5 separate regions of the Sus scrofa genome follow, and all the other regions are linked to region 1. Evidence: chromatin contacts called from public Hi-C and HiChIP or PLAC-seq data. All regions are on one chromosome and are shown on one strand. Each heading gives the region's core, a stretch centred on a gene start, on an enhancer-like site or on the middle of the called end of the contact. The rest is flanking DNA. Distances are from core to core; before and after follow the strand shown. Region 1 holds the start of TPD52L2 (tumor protein D54). Region 2 holds the start of PPDPF (pancreatic progenitor cell differentiation and proliferation factor). Region 3 holds the start of RGS19 (regulator of G-protein signaling 19). Region 4 overlaps TCEA2 (transcription elongation factor A protein 2). Region 5 holds the start of GMEB2 (glucocorticoid modulatory element-binding protein 2).

What was found. Hi-C and Micro-C count contacts between places; a contact is called where the count stands out from the background. HiChIP or PLAC-seq counts read pairs in DNA pulled down with a chosen protein or histone mark.
Region 2: a contact with region 1 is called in an H3K27ac HiChIP or PLAC-seq map of alveolar macrophages. The contact joins the promoter of PPDPF here to the promoter of TPD52L2 in region 1. A contact is called at or near these places in 1 of 5 promoter capture datasets (liver), 7 of 47 Hi-C or Micro-C datasets (alveolar macrophages, fetal liver, liver and 3 more) and 1 of 2 datasets of contacts at active chromatin or transcription factors (alveolar macrophages).
Region 3: a contact with region 1 is called in an H3K27ac HiChIP or PLAC-seq map of alveolar macrophages. The contact joins the promoter of RGS19 here to the promoter of TPD52L2 in region 1. A contact is called at or near these places in 1 of 5 promoter capture datasets (liver) and 1 of 2 datasets of contacts at active chromatin or transcription factors (alveolar macrophages).
Region 4: a contact with region 1 is called in a Hi-C map of fetal liver, with 2.2 times the contacts expected there. The contact joins the enhancer-like site here to the promoter of TPD52L2 in region 1. A contact is called at or near these places in 1 of 5 promoter capture datasets (liver), 1 of 47 Hi-C or Micro-C datasets (fetal liver) and 2 of 2 datasets of contacts at active chromatin or transcription factors (alveolar macrophages and skeletal muscle).
Region 5: an H3K27ac HiChIP or PLAC-seq map of alveolar macrophages shows a contact between it and region 1. The contact joins the promoter of GMEB2 here to the promoter of TPD52L2 in region 1. A contact is called at or near these places in 6 of 47 Hi-C or Micro-C datasets (alveolar macrophages, embryonic fibroblasts, heart right ventricle and 3 more) and 1 of 2 datasets of contacts at active chromatin or transcription factors (alveolar macrophages).

The regions. Positions count from the first base shown.
Region 1 is chr17:62,732,153-62,735,096 of Sscrofa11.1, forward strand. It overlaps TPD52L2 (tumor protein D54), which reads left to right and starts at 1,413. Exons shown (of 8, transcript XM_021077604.1): 1 at 1,413-1,573. The coding sequence starts at 1,555.
Region 2 is chr17:62,536,078-62,539,021 of Sscrofa11.1, forward strand. It overlaps PPDPF (pancreatic progenitor cell differentiation and proliferation factor), which reads left to right and starts at 1,433. Exons shown (of 4, transcript XM_021077704.1): 1 at 1,433-1,609; 2 at 2,013-2,093; 3 at 2,312-2,389; 4 at 2,475-2,935. The coding sequence starts at 2,039. The coding sequence ends at 2,674. PTK6 (protein-tyrosine kinase 6) reads right to left here. Exons shown (of 7, transcript XM_021077703.1): 7 at 2,776-2,944.
Region 3 is chr17:62,894,704-62,897,647 of Sscrofa11.1, forward strand. It overlaps RGS19 (regulator of G-protein signaling 19), which reads right to left and starts at 1,446. Exons shown (of 6, transcript XM_021077657.1): 1 at 1,303-1,446.
Region 4 is chr17:62,873,930-62,876,873 of Sscrofa11.1, forward strand. All of the region lies in intron 1 of TCEA2 (transcription elongation factor A protein 2), which reads left to right. Among named protein-coding and RNA genes, the nearest start is that of SOX18, 3.6 kb to the left of the region's middle. Within about 2 kb of position 1,387, at least 36 of the 83 cell types and tissues checked have an H3K27ac peak or open chromatin away from gene starts, as enhancers often do. A contact at or near this core is called in fetal liver, liver and skeletal muscle, where this site is marked.
Region 5 is chr17:62,594,316-62,597,259 of Sscrofa11.1, forward strand. It overlaps GMEB2 (glucocorticoid modulatory element-binding protein 2), which reads right to left and starts at 1,565. Exons shown (of 10, transcript XM_021077553.1): 1 at 1,199-1,565.

The DNA of each region.
Region 1 (2,944 bases), core at 163-2,662:
ACCCACTGAGCAAGGCCAGGGATCGAACCCGTGTCCTCATGGATGCTAGTCGGGTTCGTTAACCACTGAGCCACGATGGGAACTCCTCCACTCCTAACTTCTATAGGATGGGGTTCACCCTGGAACCAGGCTTGGTAAGCAGCATGTCCATATGGGGTTACAGACACACCTGCACTGAGCACTCATTGCTTTGTTCCTGGCTCAGGGAGGCAAGAGAGAATGAGAGACGAGCCTCTGCTCACTGCCATTGTAAGGCATTCACTTCCTCACCATTTGCCCTGAATTGTATGAAGCAGGGACTGCTGGCTGTCCCCAACCCCTGGAGATGGGCCGGCCAGGCTGGGTTGAGCTAGAAACCCTGGAAAAGCTGAAAGAAGGCAGGTGGGTCAGACAAATAATTGAGCAAGACCTGGCCTTGATGCACCTGGGCCAGAGCGAGCAGAGGCAGGTACCTCAGGTACCAGGAAGTACCTCTGAGGAGAAGGCAAGCTTTGAGCTGAGTAAGAGGAATCAGCCAGGTGGAGGAAGGAATTGGCTTCCTTCCTAGGGATCAGTACATGCAGAGGGGCTTGGCTGGAAGAGTGTGCGCTGTCCAGAAGGGTCCCATTCTCAAGGGTTTGAATACCATTAAAAGATTCGTTTGCAGAGGCCATAAGTAGCCAGAGAAGGGTAGTCGTGGAACTTGTTTTAGCAGGACTAGGTTGTGTAACAGGTACACACCTCTCCTTTGAGAAGTGTGGCAAACTCTTTTCCGGCCTGCTGCAAGCAATTCAACTAGCTGAGGGATGGGCAAGTAACTCCGGCCATAGTGTCCTCATCCGTAAAGTGGAAAGGGCCTCGCCCCGCTCACCAGGTGGCTGTGAAAAGGGAATGAGAGAACAAAGGCGTGCCCGCGGCAATAGGGCGCCTCCAGCCAGGAGAGCGCAGCGGCGCCTGTGGGGCAAGAGGACAACTCATGATTACGCCTTTTTCTGCGCAATCCCCATACAATAAAAAAATCCCCACAAAAAGGACGGACAGAGAAAAAGACGGAACCCCAAAGTCAGAGGGTCGGGCCTCGGAGGGATCTCAATCGGCCCGAGTCCGGCTTGCCAGGGTACGTGAGCCGTGGCGCTCGTAGGCAGCAGCGGCAAACACCCTCGAGACCTCCGAAAGGCCTTTCTCCGGGCTCCCGTGGCGCCACGTTGCACGGTCTTCCCGACTCCCACCTTCCCCGTGCGCCTCAAGACCATTCTACCTGGGCGTCCCGCTGGTGGAGCCGGCCTCACGTCCCGGCTCCGTCTGCAGCGTCGGCCAATCAGGTTGAAGCGGGTGAACAGGGACTGAGCCAAACAACGTCCTCATTGGGCACCGCTTGTGGAGGCGGGACGAGGGCGGAGCGCCCGAAAGCGGAAGTGGGTCGTCGCGCCGCTGATTACGTAATGCCGCCGCGGCGGAGGCGGTCCTGCTGGCTGCTGTGTACGCGGCGAGCGACACCTGGTGCGGCCAGCTCGGCTCCTGCGACGCCCGCGTCCGCGGCCTCGACACTAGCTGCGGCCCGGCCGCCGCTTGAACATGGACTCCGCCGGCCAAGGTACTCGCGGGCCTGGCGCCCCCGCCGCCGATGGGCCCGGTGTGGCGTGGCAGGCTCTGGTCCCCTCCTCCCGCGCTCGCTCACCCGCGGCTCCTCCTGAGCTCCAGGCGCCCGGCCTCGAAGCTCCAGGCGGGCCTTCCGCCCCCGACAGGGACCGCTCCGAACACTGTTTTCCCGGCGCCCTCCCCTCGCCCCAGAGTGTTGGGTTTCCTCACTCCAGGCACCTATCGCCATGCCCCCGCCCTGCCTTGCCCGGCGGGCCGCCCTCAGTCCCTGCGCAGGGCCCTCGGGGACACTTCATCCGGCCCTGGAGCCGGGCCGAGGTGTCGTGGGCGGCTCCTGGAGAGGGGAAGGGAAGGGAGGCCGTCCTCGGGTTCGGCGTAGCGCCCCTTGGGTGGCAACGCTGCGCGGAGCCCAGCCTACCTCGGGGTTGTCTCAAGCGGGGAAGGGTGCAGTGAGTCAGGGGCACACCCAGCATACCAGGCCTGTTTCCGGATCAGACATCCCAGACCAGTTTGAGCTGGCCGCTGGGGGTGTGGAGCGGGCCCAGGAGATAAAAATCTAGCGGAGGTTATAGGAGTCTGTCTTCCATCCATCCTGGGACTCTGGAGAGAGACGCCTGTATCCCGTTGGCATAACTACACTGTGTAATCGTAGGATGCTTTTCTGCTGTTTGGCCTGTATCAGCATGGTAATTAAACATTAACATTCCTGGATTCCGATAGATTCTGTAAGTTTTTAAACTTTTTTTTTTTTTTTTTTTTTTTTTTTTTTTTTGCTTTTTGTCTTTTTGCCTTTTCTAGGGCCGCTCCGTGGCATGTGGAGGTTCCCAGGCCAGGGGTCTAATTGGAGCTGTAACCACCGGCCAGAGCCTGAGCCAGAGCCACAGCAACTCGGGATCCGAGCCTCGTCTGCGACCTACACCACAGTTCACTGCAACGCCTTAACCCACTGAGCAAGGCCAGGGATCGAACCCACAACCTCGTTAACCACTGCGCCACGACGGGAACTCCTCCAGTTTTAGCTTTATAGGCAGAAACTGAGGGCTTTCATTTGTTTTTTTAAAACAGGAAAATTGTAGACATTGTAAGGCATTTCCTGAATTTTAGTAGGTTCAGTATAACAGATACAGATGATGAAATAAAACCATTTAGGTTAAGGAGTTATGTCACAGCACAGTGGAAACGAATCCGACTAGGAACCACGAGGTTGCGTGTTCGATCCCTGGCCTTGCTCGGTGGGTTAAGGATCCGGCATTGCCATGAGCTGTGGTATAGGTTGCCGGACGTGGTTCAGATCTCATGTTGCTTTGGCTGTGGTGTAGACCAGCAGCTGTAGCTCCCTTTGGACCCCTAGACTGGGAACCTCCAT
Region 2 (2,944 bases), core at 183-2,682, 200 kb before region 1:
CCTTTGCCCGGTGACCAGCCAGGAAGAGTCCAAGGTGGAAAAGTAACGAAAGCCACCTGAGCCAGGAAGCTGCACTTCCCTGCCTGTTCCCCGGGCCACGCTGCTACCCAAGCCGGGTCACAGTTAGGAGGTCAGCGGCCTTGACCCCCACCCAGCCCGATAAAGGATCATGTCCCCCCCACCGCCGGGGCCTTGGTTTCTGAGCAAGTCAGCCTGCGGAACCTGGAGGGTCTTTGAGGGGACGAACTCAGGGAGGCTCGGCAGAGGGGGTTACAGGACCTTCCCGGTAGCTCCTCCCCCCAACCCGCTCAGATTTCCTGAGACCCTCCAACCACCAGGGACACAACTGCCCAGCAGCAAAGAGCCAAGGAGAGTCCAGTGAGACCTCCCCTCCCTGCAGAGGGGGCTTGGGGCCTGGAGGAGGCTGCTGGGGAGGGAGGCTGATTTTCCCGTTGGAAAGGAGGTTTTCCTGGTGGAAGAGCCAGGGTGTGGCAGGGCCCAGGCGCCACGGGGACCATTCTGGAGCTGCCCAGGCCAGGGGCTTCACTTCCAGCTCCTGGAGATCCCCAAACAGCTGCTCTTCACCGCACTTACCCATAGAAGTCATGCCCCTGCACCCAGCTTTCCCCACTCCCTCCCTCCCCCATCCCCCTTGCAAGCAGCTGGATGTGGGCAGGAGCCAAGAACCGGGAGCGGATTCTGGAACCCCCAGAGCTGTGAGGGGGGCGTGGGTGGGTCTGCAGTGACTTCCTTGAAGGGCTGGAAAGTCTGAGGCACACAGTTGGTTCAGGGTACCAGCCAGTGCCGACAGCTGGGCAAGGGCACCTGCCAGCGAGGGCCCACATCTGCCCGAAGGCTGGGGTCTCGCAGGCAGATGCCCTCCCACCTGTCCCGGGTGAGAGTGGGGCGAGCCCCATCCTGAGCAGAGAAAGCTGGAGCAGAGGGGCACTGCGGGGGCTGGGCCTGTGGGGCTGCGGACAACAGCAGAAACAGGCTGGAAGGGCAGGGGCCACGGTTCGGCATATGCTCCCTCCCTCCACGGAAAAAGCTGGAAAGGTGGAGACAGGCGGGGCCAGTAGGGAACCTGGGTCCAAAAGGATGGCCAGAGCCCAAGAAGGGGTCCAAGGGGTGGGAGGGAGGCAGGCCCTGCTCTGGGATTGGGGCGGGGGTCATTTAACCACTCCAGGCCAGGCTAGGCCAGACTCCGCTGTCTGGGCAGCCAAGGTCGGACCGGACGCCGCGCGGCTGGACTTCCTCCGAGGCGGGCCCGCGAGGGCCGGGCCCCGGGCCGGGGCGGGGCCAGGCTGAGCTTCGGGCGGGGTCTGATCGGCTCCGCCTGGGTCTTGGGCGGAGTCGGGGCCTGGCCGGGGGGCGGGCCCTCCTTGGGGCGGGGGCGGGGCCGGGGCCGGGGCGCCCCGCCCTCCGAGACGCGACCGCGGCACCGCCTTATAAGGGGCGGGCGGGGGGCGCGTCCGCGCGTGCGCGCCCCGCGCGTCTGAGTGTGGAGCGGCCGTCTGCGGTCTCCCGGGCAGATGGGTTCCGTGGCCTAGCGTCCCCGTCCCCGCCGTCCGTGATCGTGCGCCGAGGCCCGCGAGGGGTCGCCGCCGAGGTGAGGGCCTGGGCGGCGGCGCGTGGGTGGGGTCGAGCGGCCGGCCTGGGCGGCGGCGGGCGGACGGGAGGACGGACGGTCGGGCGGGGCGCGGGTGGGTAGGGGGCGACGGGCAGAGCCCGGAGCGGGGGTTAGGGGCGCGCCGGCCGCTTCCCGGACCCCCAGGTCGGAGGACCAGCGCACAAAGCGCCATTGTTGCCCAGCGCGGCCGGTTCGGGCTGGTTGGAGCCGCCCGCGCGGAGGGGGCGGTCCGGGAGTTCCGCCGCCCCGCCTCGGCTGGGTAAACAAACCCGGGCACGGGGCTGACCCTGGAGTCCGGGCGGGGCGGCTCTGCCCGGGTGGGGAGCGGCCTTCTCCAGGGGCAGCGGTGACCGGACGGACTCCCCGACCCCCGCGTGCGCAGGTTCCCAGCAGCCCCCAAGCAAGAGCATGGCAGCCATCCCCTCGAGCGGCTCGCTCGTGGCCACCCACGACTACTACCGCTGTAAGTAAGCCCCTTGCCCGCCCGCCCCCAAGTCCCACGTGGGCTGGCCCAGCCAGCTTGTGGTGCAGCCCAAGTTTCTTGAGAGCCCCTCTCTGGGTGCCACGTGCGCCGCCGTGGACCCCTGACCCTGGCCCTGTGCTACCAGCAATGCTAGCCCTTGGCCTGGTGGGCTGGGGGTGCTCAGTGCCCAGTGGAGCTGACCCGGCCTCCCTCTCCAGGCCGCCTGGGCTCCACTTCCAGTAACAGCTCCTGCGGCAGTGCCGAGTGCCCCGGAGAAGCCATCCCCCACCCCCCGGGTGAGTGCAGTTCTGCTCCCCTTTGTACTGGGGGACTGTTGGGGGAGTGGGCTGCAGCAGCCTGACCTCACTCTGCTTCTCTCAGGTCTCCCCAAAGCTGACCCGGGACACTGGTGGGCTAGCTTTTTTTTCGGGAAGCCCACGCTCCCACTCATGGCCACGGTGCTGGAGTCCCCGGGGCACTCGGAATCTGCCGGGGCCTCCACCCGCATGATCACCTGCGACCTGGCTCAGCAGCAGCCTGGCGGCCAGCCGGGCACACCCAACTGCAGGCCTCCCTCCTGAGAGGCCACCACCAGCTGCCAGGCTTCCTTCCAAGGCGCTAGGCTCCTCAGAGCCCCTCCCCTGCCCTCCCCTTCCTGAGACTCAAGAGCTGCAGCTGGAGGCAGCAGTTGGGTTCTTTAATTGAGAACAGCACACCACCAAAAAGAAAGTGAGAGAACCCCGCTCTTGACTATCCCAAGCCACATGAGAGCCTTTCGGACACGCCGTAACCCTGTGCCTTGCACCCAGTGGAAAATAAACACGGAGCAGCCAGCAGGCTGACCGGTGTGT
Region 3 (2,944 bases), core at 196-2,695, 160 kb after region 1:
TGGGGGCGGGGGCAGACCGGGTGTCCCGCCTCGGCCCCTCCCCACCGGGCAGAGGGGGGGAGGCGGGAGACGCGGAAACCTGGGTTCTTCCGGCCCCCCCCTTTGAGCAATCACTTCCCCAGGCTTTGAGCTGCAGAAAAAGGGGAACCCGGTTGCAACGCCCCCTCCCCCACGCGCGGGGACCGGCCCCAGTCTCTCCGCGGCCCAGGGTCCACGTGGACCCCGGGGCGGGAGTCCTTGGGGTGCTGATCCGGGCGCGGGTTTCCCAGGCTCCCGCCCCGCACGGCCCCGGGGGCCCCGGGCGGGAGGGGCAGGGCCGCGGTCTCGGCGCCGCGCGCGCGCACACTCACCCGCCGCGCTCCCGAGCCGCTCGCGCCGCAGCCGCCGGCCAGCGCGCTCCGAGGTCCGGCCGGATCGTCGGGGAGCGGGCGCAGGGTGCAGTGCGCAGGCGCCTCGGCCGCACTTCCCCAAAGCGCGGGGCCGGGACTTCCTCGCGCGGGGAGGTGCCCGGCCCGGCCCGGCCCGCCCCGCCCGGCGCGCCCCGCCCCGCCCCGCGCTCGGCCGGCTCCGCGCCCCCCCCACAGCCCGGCGCGCGGCGCCCCCCCCCCCGCCCTCCCCGTGGCTGGGGGTGGCCGGGGGAGACGAGGTGCTGATGAGGGGGCCTCCGGCGTAGCTGGGGGTGTGGCCGTGCCCCCAGCTCGGCTCAGCGGAGCGGGTCCAGCTTTGCCGGTGCTGTGGGGCGTCCACGAGACTCCGGGGTCCCCCCAGGCCTCCTGCCCCGCTCGAGGAAGGGAGGGGCCGCCGGAAAGCACTGTCCGGCGGTCACTCCGGCCCGGCCCTCGCCTCTGACACTGGGTGTCCTCACCTGTGAACTGTCACGGGGCTGGAGGGGCCCTTCCCAAGGAAGGGGGTTCCCTGTCGCGGTGCCAGTGGGGACTGGGGGCACCGGTTCTTCTGCTGGGGGGATCCGAGGGGCCTGGCGGAGTCTCTTTCAATCCCTCCAGTTGCCCCAGGAGGTTCTGAAGTTTAAAGCCACACCCTCCCCTTTGCCACGAATGTCTGTCCCTTCTCTTGGGCCAACTCCCCTCCTGTTTTATGACCCCGTACAGCTGGGAGTTAAATTCCTTATCCCAGCATGCTTCAGGCTGGTGTCTGGGTGGCCCTGACCCCACTCTGGAAGTGGTCTGCAGACGGTCCGAGGCCAGGGGGACTCCGACCGAGTGCAGCTCCTGTCCCACTGCAGGCCCTCAGCCTGGCGCCCGGGGGCCCTGAGCAAACGCTGCGTTCCAGTTGCACGTTTACCTGCTCACGTTTTTCAGAGCACTTGGGGGTCTAAAGGGAAGCCCGATGTGCTGCTGATCCATCCGTCAAGTCTCTGGGTGCCCCCTTCGTGTCAGGCGGTGGGACCTGGTGGTGAGCAGGACAGACCAGCCCTGGAGTAGACAAGAAGTGGACTCGCAGACTGGGTGAGAGGTAAGGAGGGCTAAGGAGAGCCATAGCACAGGAGAGAGCTGCAGGAGTCCTGCATCCTGCTCAACAGAGGACGGAGCTGGAGCCCGAAGTACAGCAGGGCAGGGGCCTGGGAGGCCCAAAGCCCAGCTGCAGGAGAGTGCGGGGCCGGGGTCCTGGAGGCTGGGTGCCTCTTGAGGCTGTGAGCCTGGCTGATGGGACCAGGGAACCGCCTGGCTGCCACACTGACTGGCTGGCCAGGGCAGAGGCCAGAAGCCTGCCCAGAGGGGAGGTGGCTGCTTTTCTTTTTTTTGGTCTTTTTAGGGCGGCGCCTTCGGCATATGCAAGTTCCCAGGCTAGGGGTCGAATCAGAGCTGCAGCTGCTGGCTGACACCACAGCCACAGCAACTCCAGATCTGAGCTTTGTCTTCGACGTGCACCAGAGCTGACAGCAACCCACTGAGTGAGGCCAGGGATCGAACCTGTGTCCTCATGGATACTAGTCGGGTTCATTACCGCTGAGCCACAACCGGAACTCCTGAGGTGGCTGCTTCTTCTTTTTTCTTTTCTTTTCTTTCTTTTTTCTTTTTTTGTCTTTTTGCCTTTTCTAGGGCCGCTCCTGCGGCATATGGAGGTTCCTAGGCTAGGGGACGAATCGGAGCTGTAGCTGACAGCCTATGCCAGAGCCACAGCAACGTGGGATCCGAGTGCATCTGTGACCTACACTACAGCTCATAGCAATGCCAGATCCTTAATCCACTGAGCAAGGCCAGGGATCAAACCCACAACTCATGGTTCCCAGCCAGATTCCTTTCTGCTATGTCACAAAGGGAACTCCTGTGGCTGCTTCTTATTCAGCCTGGATAACAGTCCTGGGCAGTAGGACTACGATGTCAGGCCAGCGCTAAGTCAAGGTCACATAGCTATGCTGATTCTGCGGCGAAGGTGCCCCATGTGGCATCGCCACCCGCCTCCTGAGACCCGTGGGGCAGCTGGACGTGGGTGGGGTCAGCACACTCCTCTAGCATCTTGGGCCCCTCCTTGCACCCCCCTGCCCGCCCCCCTCCTTCCCAGTCCTCCCTACACTGTCCTTCCTCTGGCTGCTCTCCCATGTCTGCTGGCCACTTGGGTCTCTCCATCCCCCAGCCTCGGCCCCTCTGGGTCCTCTGTGCTCCCTCTGGAGAGTCTGCCGTATTCCGAGAGAAGAACCAAGTGGGCCCGGCAGGGGCTCATTCAAGGCTCTGCAGCAGGTACTGCTGGAGATGGCCTTCGGACCCAGGTTTGGGCGTGAGCTCCCCGCCCTGAGGATCTGCCCGATCCCGCACAGCCCCCAGTACACTGGGCTGTGGCCTACGTGCTTTGCCTTCCCAGAGCGGAAGCCTCCTCCGGGCCCTGCAGAAATGCCTTCCGCCACTTTCCCAGGACTTCCCTGCAGACCGAGGCGCCTTTGTGGGGCTTCATTCCTGGTACAGAGCAGGCTGTGAGGCCACCCTCT
Region 4 (2,944 bases), core at 137-2,636, 140 kb after region 1:
CCCCTTCAGCCTGACCTGGTCCAGGTCTGAGGTCGCGCACACTCATCTCCCAGACGAGGTGGAAATAGAGGCTGAGCTGGTTCTGAGTGGGGGCAGGCCCCGGGCTGCAGGGGACTCTGCCTCCCTGGCCCTCCGCCCGCTCCCTCCCTCAGCCCGACCCGACGCCTAGGTTCCCAGTGAAGCCTGCAAAGGATGCTGGGTAATCCTCTCGGTGGCTCTGGGTGGGAGCTTGGCTGGGCTCTGGGGGTGGCGGACCTCCCAAGCGCTGCCCGGGGCATAGACCTCACAGGCTCCCCCCACACCCCCCAGCCCGGACTCCTGCAGGAGCAGCAGGGCTGGGACCAATTACTGAGTCCTGCGGGGCAGGACGCTCCTGCTCCCAGAGGGTGGGGGTGGGGTCCCCATCAGATGCTGGTCCAGGTGGAGCGGACGCTGGTCTCCTGACACCTCAGCTTTGGAGCCAGGATGCCCACTTCGGACTCGTCCTTGTGGTCCTAGAGGCTAGGGCTCCAGGCCTGGCCAGAGTCCTCCTGCTCGTCCTTGGGGGTGGGAGTGGGGCTTGTAGGGGGGCCACCCAACAGCCTAGAGCCAAGTGGGCACACACATGTGCCTGCCTCATCCAGGTGGCCCCTGGGCTCAAGCCTGGGAACAGCGCCCCCCCCCACCGCCCCGCACCTTCCTGCCCCGCACCTTCCTGCCCTCAGTCCTGGGCTTGGTGTGCAGAGAACCCAGGGCTGCGGACGCGCTGTGGGCCTCGCTCCTGGGAGAGTGCAGACAGGGGTACGAGCAAGCTGCTGGCGTGGCGCCCACACTCGCCAGGCTGGAGCTCTCAGAGTGCTGGGGTCTGTCAGTGGACCTGCGAGGCCTGGGCAGCGCTGGGGGCGGGGGGTGTCAGGGTGCAGTGGGAGGGGGTCACTGGGTGCAGCTGCAGGTCTGAGGGGTGTGGTGCGGGGCCGGGGCTGCCCTGAGGGCCGGGGCCCAGCAGGACCAAGAGCACGGGGCCTTGAGGGCGTGGGCGTAAGAAGGCCTGGTGACAGGGGGCAGTCAGGCTGTGGTGGGTCAGGTCGGGTCACTTTTGTGGGTGACCAGGTGTCCGGGTCTTGCAGAGGCTGGCTCCAGGCACGGGTCTGTGGTGCTGGACAGGAGCTGGGGCGTCAGGGGCACGTGTGTCCTCTGGTGTTGCTGCGTCCTGTGTGGGCCCGCTTGGTGCTCAGCGGGGGCTCCGTGGGAACCAGGCGGGGGGGCCCAGGCCACTCTGGTTTCCACAGCAACGGCAGGGAGGAGCCAGGAAACACCAGCTCCGGAAGGAAGCCCGCAGCTGCGTGGAGGGAGCCGAGGGCCAGCCTGGCTGAGCAGGCGCCAGACACTCTGTCTGTCTAGTCGTCCGGCCGGGCTGGCCGGCCAGGCCCAGTGCTCCTGCCCTGGGCTCCACCCCCTGCGCCACTCCATCTGGGCCCGCGGGAGCCGCGGCTGAGGCTGGCTTTGTTCAGACCCCAGTGCCCTAGGCCTGGGTCTGTGGGTGTCCTGGTCCTACAGGAGTTGTGCCTGGTCCCCCTTGGTGGCCCTTGGTGGGGCAGAGAGGGGCTGTCTATGTGCCCTGCCTGGGGGGCTGTGTGTTGACACACTGGGATGTCCCAGGCCCCTGCCCTGGGCTAGCCTGGCCCCTCCCCGCCCTCTCTCCTGCCAGCTCTGGTGGCAGTCCTGATTTGCCCTGGGAATCATGGAGAGAAGGAGCAGGGCCCGCTGCGGGTCACCGGCCCCTGGGCCTGGCAGGCACTGCCGCTGTGTATTTCTTTTCTGCTGCTGCCCTGGTTGGTAACCAATGGCTTTGCTGGCCCAACCGGCTGGGGCTGCCGAATGGACTGGGGGGCTGGCCTGTGTTCTTGGGGACCATCCACCCAGGAGCAGGGAGCACCCATCCATCCTCCCCGGGTCATTGACGCCACTGTGGATCAGGCCCTGTTCCAGGAGATCAGGGTTTGGCCGTGAACGAAACAGACCCAAGCCTGGCCAGGGGCGTTTCTGTCCTGATGGAGAGAGACGGTCACCGAGTGTGCGTCACGACCCGAGGCTCAGGCTCTGATGTGTGCAGTGGAGGAGAGAGGACTGTCAGGACTGCCCACTGCCTGTCGCCTCAGGAGGTGACTTCTGGGTCAACCCTGAAGGAGACAAACGTGAACAAAAATGAGGGCATATGCGGGAAGCGGGAGCAGCATGTGCAAAGGCCCTGGGGCAGGGAGGTGTGCAGGGAGTGATGAGGGGCTGTGGGGTCTTTCTTTCTTGCTTGCTTGCTTGCTTGCTTGCTTGCTTGCTTGCTTGCCATACCCTTGGCATACCGAAGTTCCTGGGCCAGGGACTGAACCTGAGCTGCAGTAGTGACCTCGCCAGATCCTTTAGCTGCCAGGGCAACAGGGAATTCCAAGGCTCTTGCCTTCTCATCTGAAAGAGACCTGGCGACTTGGGAGGGTTTTCAGCAGAGAGGTGTGAGCTGACAGCTCTCCACAGCTGCAATGGTGCGGACTTGGCAGGAAGGAGAGACACGTCAGCTCACCAGGAGGAGTGAAGGGCAGGGGTCTGCTCCTGGAGTGGGGCCTGGCCAAGGTCACCGCCCGAGGCCTGGCTCCTCGGGCCCCCAGTCTGCCTGTCCTGGGAGTTTCCTTTGTCTCTCTCCTTGAGGACGGTAGGCGGTGTGCCTAGACCCCTGGGGCGGGCGCGGCCTCTGGGACCCCCGTGAGTCAGACCTCCTGCTTTCCCCGGAGCCCCTGACCCTGCCTGCCTGGGGCCCCTGGGGAGGGAGAGGGCGGAGCGGCCGCCAGGCTGGCGGGCGGCAGGGCAGGGAGGGCGGTGTTTCTGGGAATTGTGTGGGGGAAGCACATTGTTCGAGGAAGCCTGGAGCAGGCTACTGGGCTGCCACTGGCCTCTGGGGGCTGCCTCCTGCTGCCCC
Region 5 (2,944 bases), core at 315-2,814, 140 kb before region 1:
CACAGAGGATGTGGCACTAAGTGCAACGAGCCGACACAGGAGGACAAAACACTACATGACGCCTGCCTCTCCCACGAGGTATTTAGATCAAAAGAGTCAAACTCCAGACACAGGGCGGAGCAGGGTGGTGGCCGGGACGGGGGAGACAGGACCTATCAAAGAGCACAAAGTTTCAGTTACGCAAAGTCAGTCCTAGAGATCTCGGGATGGAACAGCACCCCGGCTGGACAGCACAGCACTGAACACTCAACATTTGGCTACTGAAGCCGCCGCCTTCTTTCTCTTGGCTGCACCTGAGGCAGGAACTCGGAAGCTCCTGGGCCAGGGATCCAACAGGAGCCGCTCAAGCTGCTGCAGTGACAACACTAGATCCTTAACCTGCTGCGCAAGACAACGGCTCGTTAAGCGCTCTCATCACGACAGTAAGAAAGAAAAACTCTGGGTGGGGATGGACAGGTTTAGGGCACAGACCGGGGTAAGGCTTTCTTGGGTGTAACATAATCCGGACCGACCACCTTGTGTACAGCAGTTATGTACAACTTCGGTCTGTTTAAAACAGCAAAAAGACTGATGTAATCGAAACGTCTAAGAGATCGCGGTTCTCCAGCGGAATCAACTGGGTGAACGCAAAGTTAACCCACTGTGTCCGGGTCACCGCTGGCAATGAACGCGTGTGGAGGAGCTCCCGCCGAGGGCTTCGGGGAGCCACGGTTCTCACCAACGGGTCAGCACGCACGCGGGCCGCCCACGCAGCCCCCAGGGGAGGCGCGGCCCCCACGGGAAGCGGGGACCCGCGCGGCCCTCCGCGGGGGGAGCGCCCACACGAAGGGGCCCCCACGCAAAGAGGCCCCCCAAGGGAGGGGGCCCACGCGAGGGGAGCCCCGCGAGAAGGCGGCCCCCACGCGGCCCCCGCCCCCCACGCGGCCCCCGCCCCGGCGCCCTCCGCGCGGCCCCCGTCCAAGGCCCTCCCCAGCTCCCGCCGCCCGCCGCCTTCCGGCAAGATGGAGGCCGCGCCGCCGCCGCCGCCGACGCGCCTGACGCGGGCCCGTGACGCCCGTGACGCCCGCCGCGCGCCGCCGCCCCTCCCCCGCTCCCCTCCCCCCGCCGTAACGTCCTGACGCTCCGCAGGGACCCCTGACTGGACGGCGGCGCGCGGCGGAGCGAGAGGCCTCGCCGCGGGGGGGCGGCGGGCGCTTACCTGGGCCGCGGCCGGGCCTGCGCGGGCGCCGGCGGGCGGGCGGCGGCGACGGGCGGCGGCGGCGGTGGCGGCGGCGGCCGCGGGCTGTGCTCCTTGTTGGGGATTCGGCGGCGGCGGCGGCGGCGGCGGCGGCGGTCCGGGCGCGCGCTTCCTAGTGACGCCGGCGGCGGGGCCGCGCACGCAGGGCAAGGGCGAGTCCCGAGACTTATTTTGCGCTCAGCGGGAAGGCGTGCGGTGCTAAGAAATAAGGCCTGGTGGGGCCGGTTGCGCCTGCGCGGGCGTGGGGGCGGGGCCCGGGCCCGAGGGGAACGCGGCGGCCCCGGCCCCGCCCCCGCCCCGCCAGCTGGCTTACGTGCCAGGGCTGGTGGACACACTTGCCAGGCGCAGCCTTCCCCGTGTGTCCAAGCACGAGTGGGGCGAGAATGTGTAGGGAGACTCGCTTAGGGCTGGGGGCGGGGAACGTGCATGCCCAATGAGTGACCGAAGCCAAATGCAGGTGCGCTGGTGCCCAGCGTGTGTAAAGCCCTCCCCAGAGGCGGGCGGGAGGGCCTGCCAGGGGGAGTCGCTCGCCTCTACGTCTTTCCACTCGTCTAGTCCGAGTCCTGCGATTAATAGATTTTATTTTTTATCATAAGTCTCATTGCTGAGTCTGTGGGCTGCCCTACCGTGGTCCTATACTGCGCCCCAGCCGCGGAAACCTGTGCTGTGGTCACTCGCCAAGTGTGCTCATTTAAATTTGCCTTAACTGAAATGAAAATTCAGTCCTCCTGGATTATTCCCGTTGTGGCTCAGCGATTATCAGACCAGACTAGCATCCATGAGGATGTGGGTTCCCTCCCTGGCCTCGCTCAGTGGGTCAAGGATCAGGGTTGCAGTGAGCTGTTGTGTAGGTCACAGACATGGCCCAGATCCTGTGTGGCTGTGGCTATGGTGGCGGCTACAGCTCCAATTTGACCCCTGGCGCTGGGAACCTCTTATGCCACGGGTATGGCCCTAAAAAGACCAAAAGGAAAAAAAAATTCAGTCCTTCAGTTACCACAGAACCTGATAGAGCATTAGGAATGCTCTGAGAACTCTCGCTCTCTTTTTTAATTACAGGTAACTAGCTAGAGTATCTCTGGAGACCCTGGATTTTCCAGTATGTAAGGGGGTTAGCATCGCTCAGCTTTCAAGGAGTTCCTGTGTCCTGGGACCCAGGTACAGCCGGGCCTTGCTCTTTGATTGAAAGGTGCAGTGGGGAGTTCCCATTGTAACAGCAGAAATGAACCCAACTAGTATCCATGAGGACTTGGGTTCGATGCCTGGCCTCCCTCAGTGGGTTAAGGATTTGATGTTGCTGTGAGGTGAGGTGGAGGACATGACTTGGATCCCGCGTGGCTGTGGCTGTGGTGCAGGCCAGCAGCTGTAGCTCCGATTCAACCTCTAGCCTGGGAACTTCCATATGCCGGGCGTGGCCCTAAAAGAAAAGAAAAAAAAAAAGAAGGACACGGTGGGAGGCCCGGGGTGGTTAATGGTCCTGCCCTGGCCGGAGGGGCAGTAGGGAGGCATGCTGCTCCTGCCCCAGGGACTCCTGGTGGAAGCTCTGCCAGCCCCATCCTTGAGCTCCTCCCCAGACCTCCCTGTGCCCCGTCTCCCCACCTGCACAGGGCAGTCAGGCTGGACCCAGAGGGTCCGTCTGTGCTCAAACCAGGGTGGGCATGCAGCCAGCTCTCCCGTGTGTGTCATTGCTCTGGCTTAGTGGCTGCC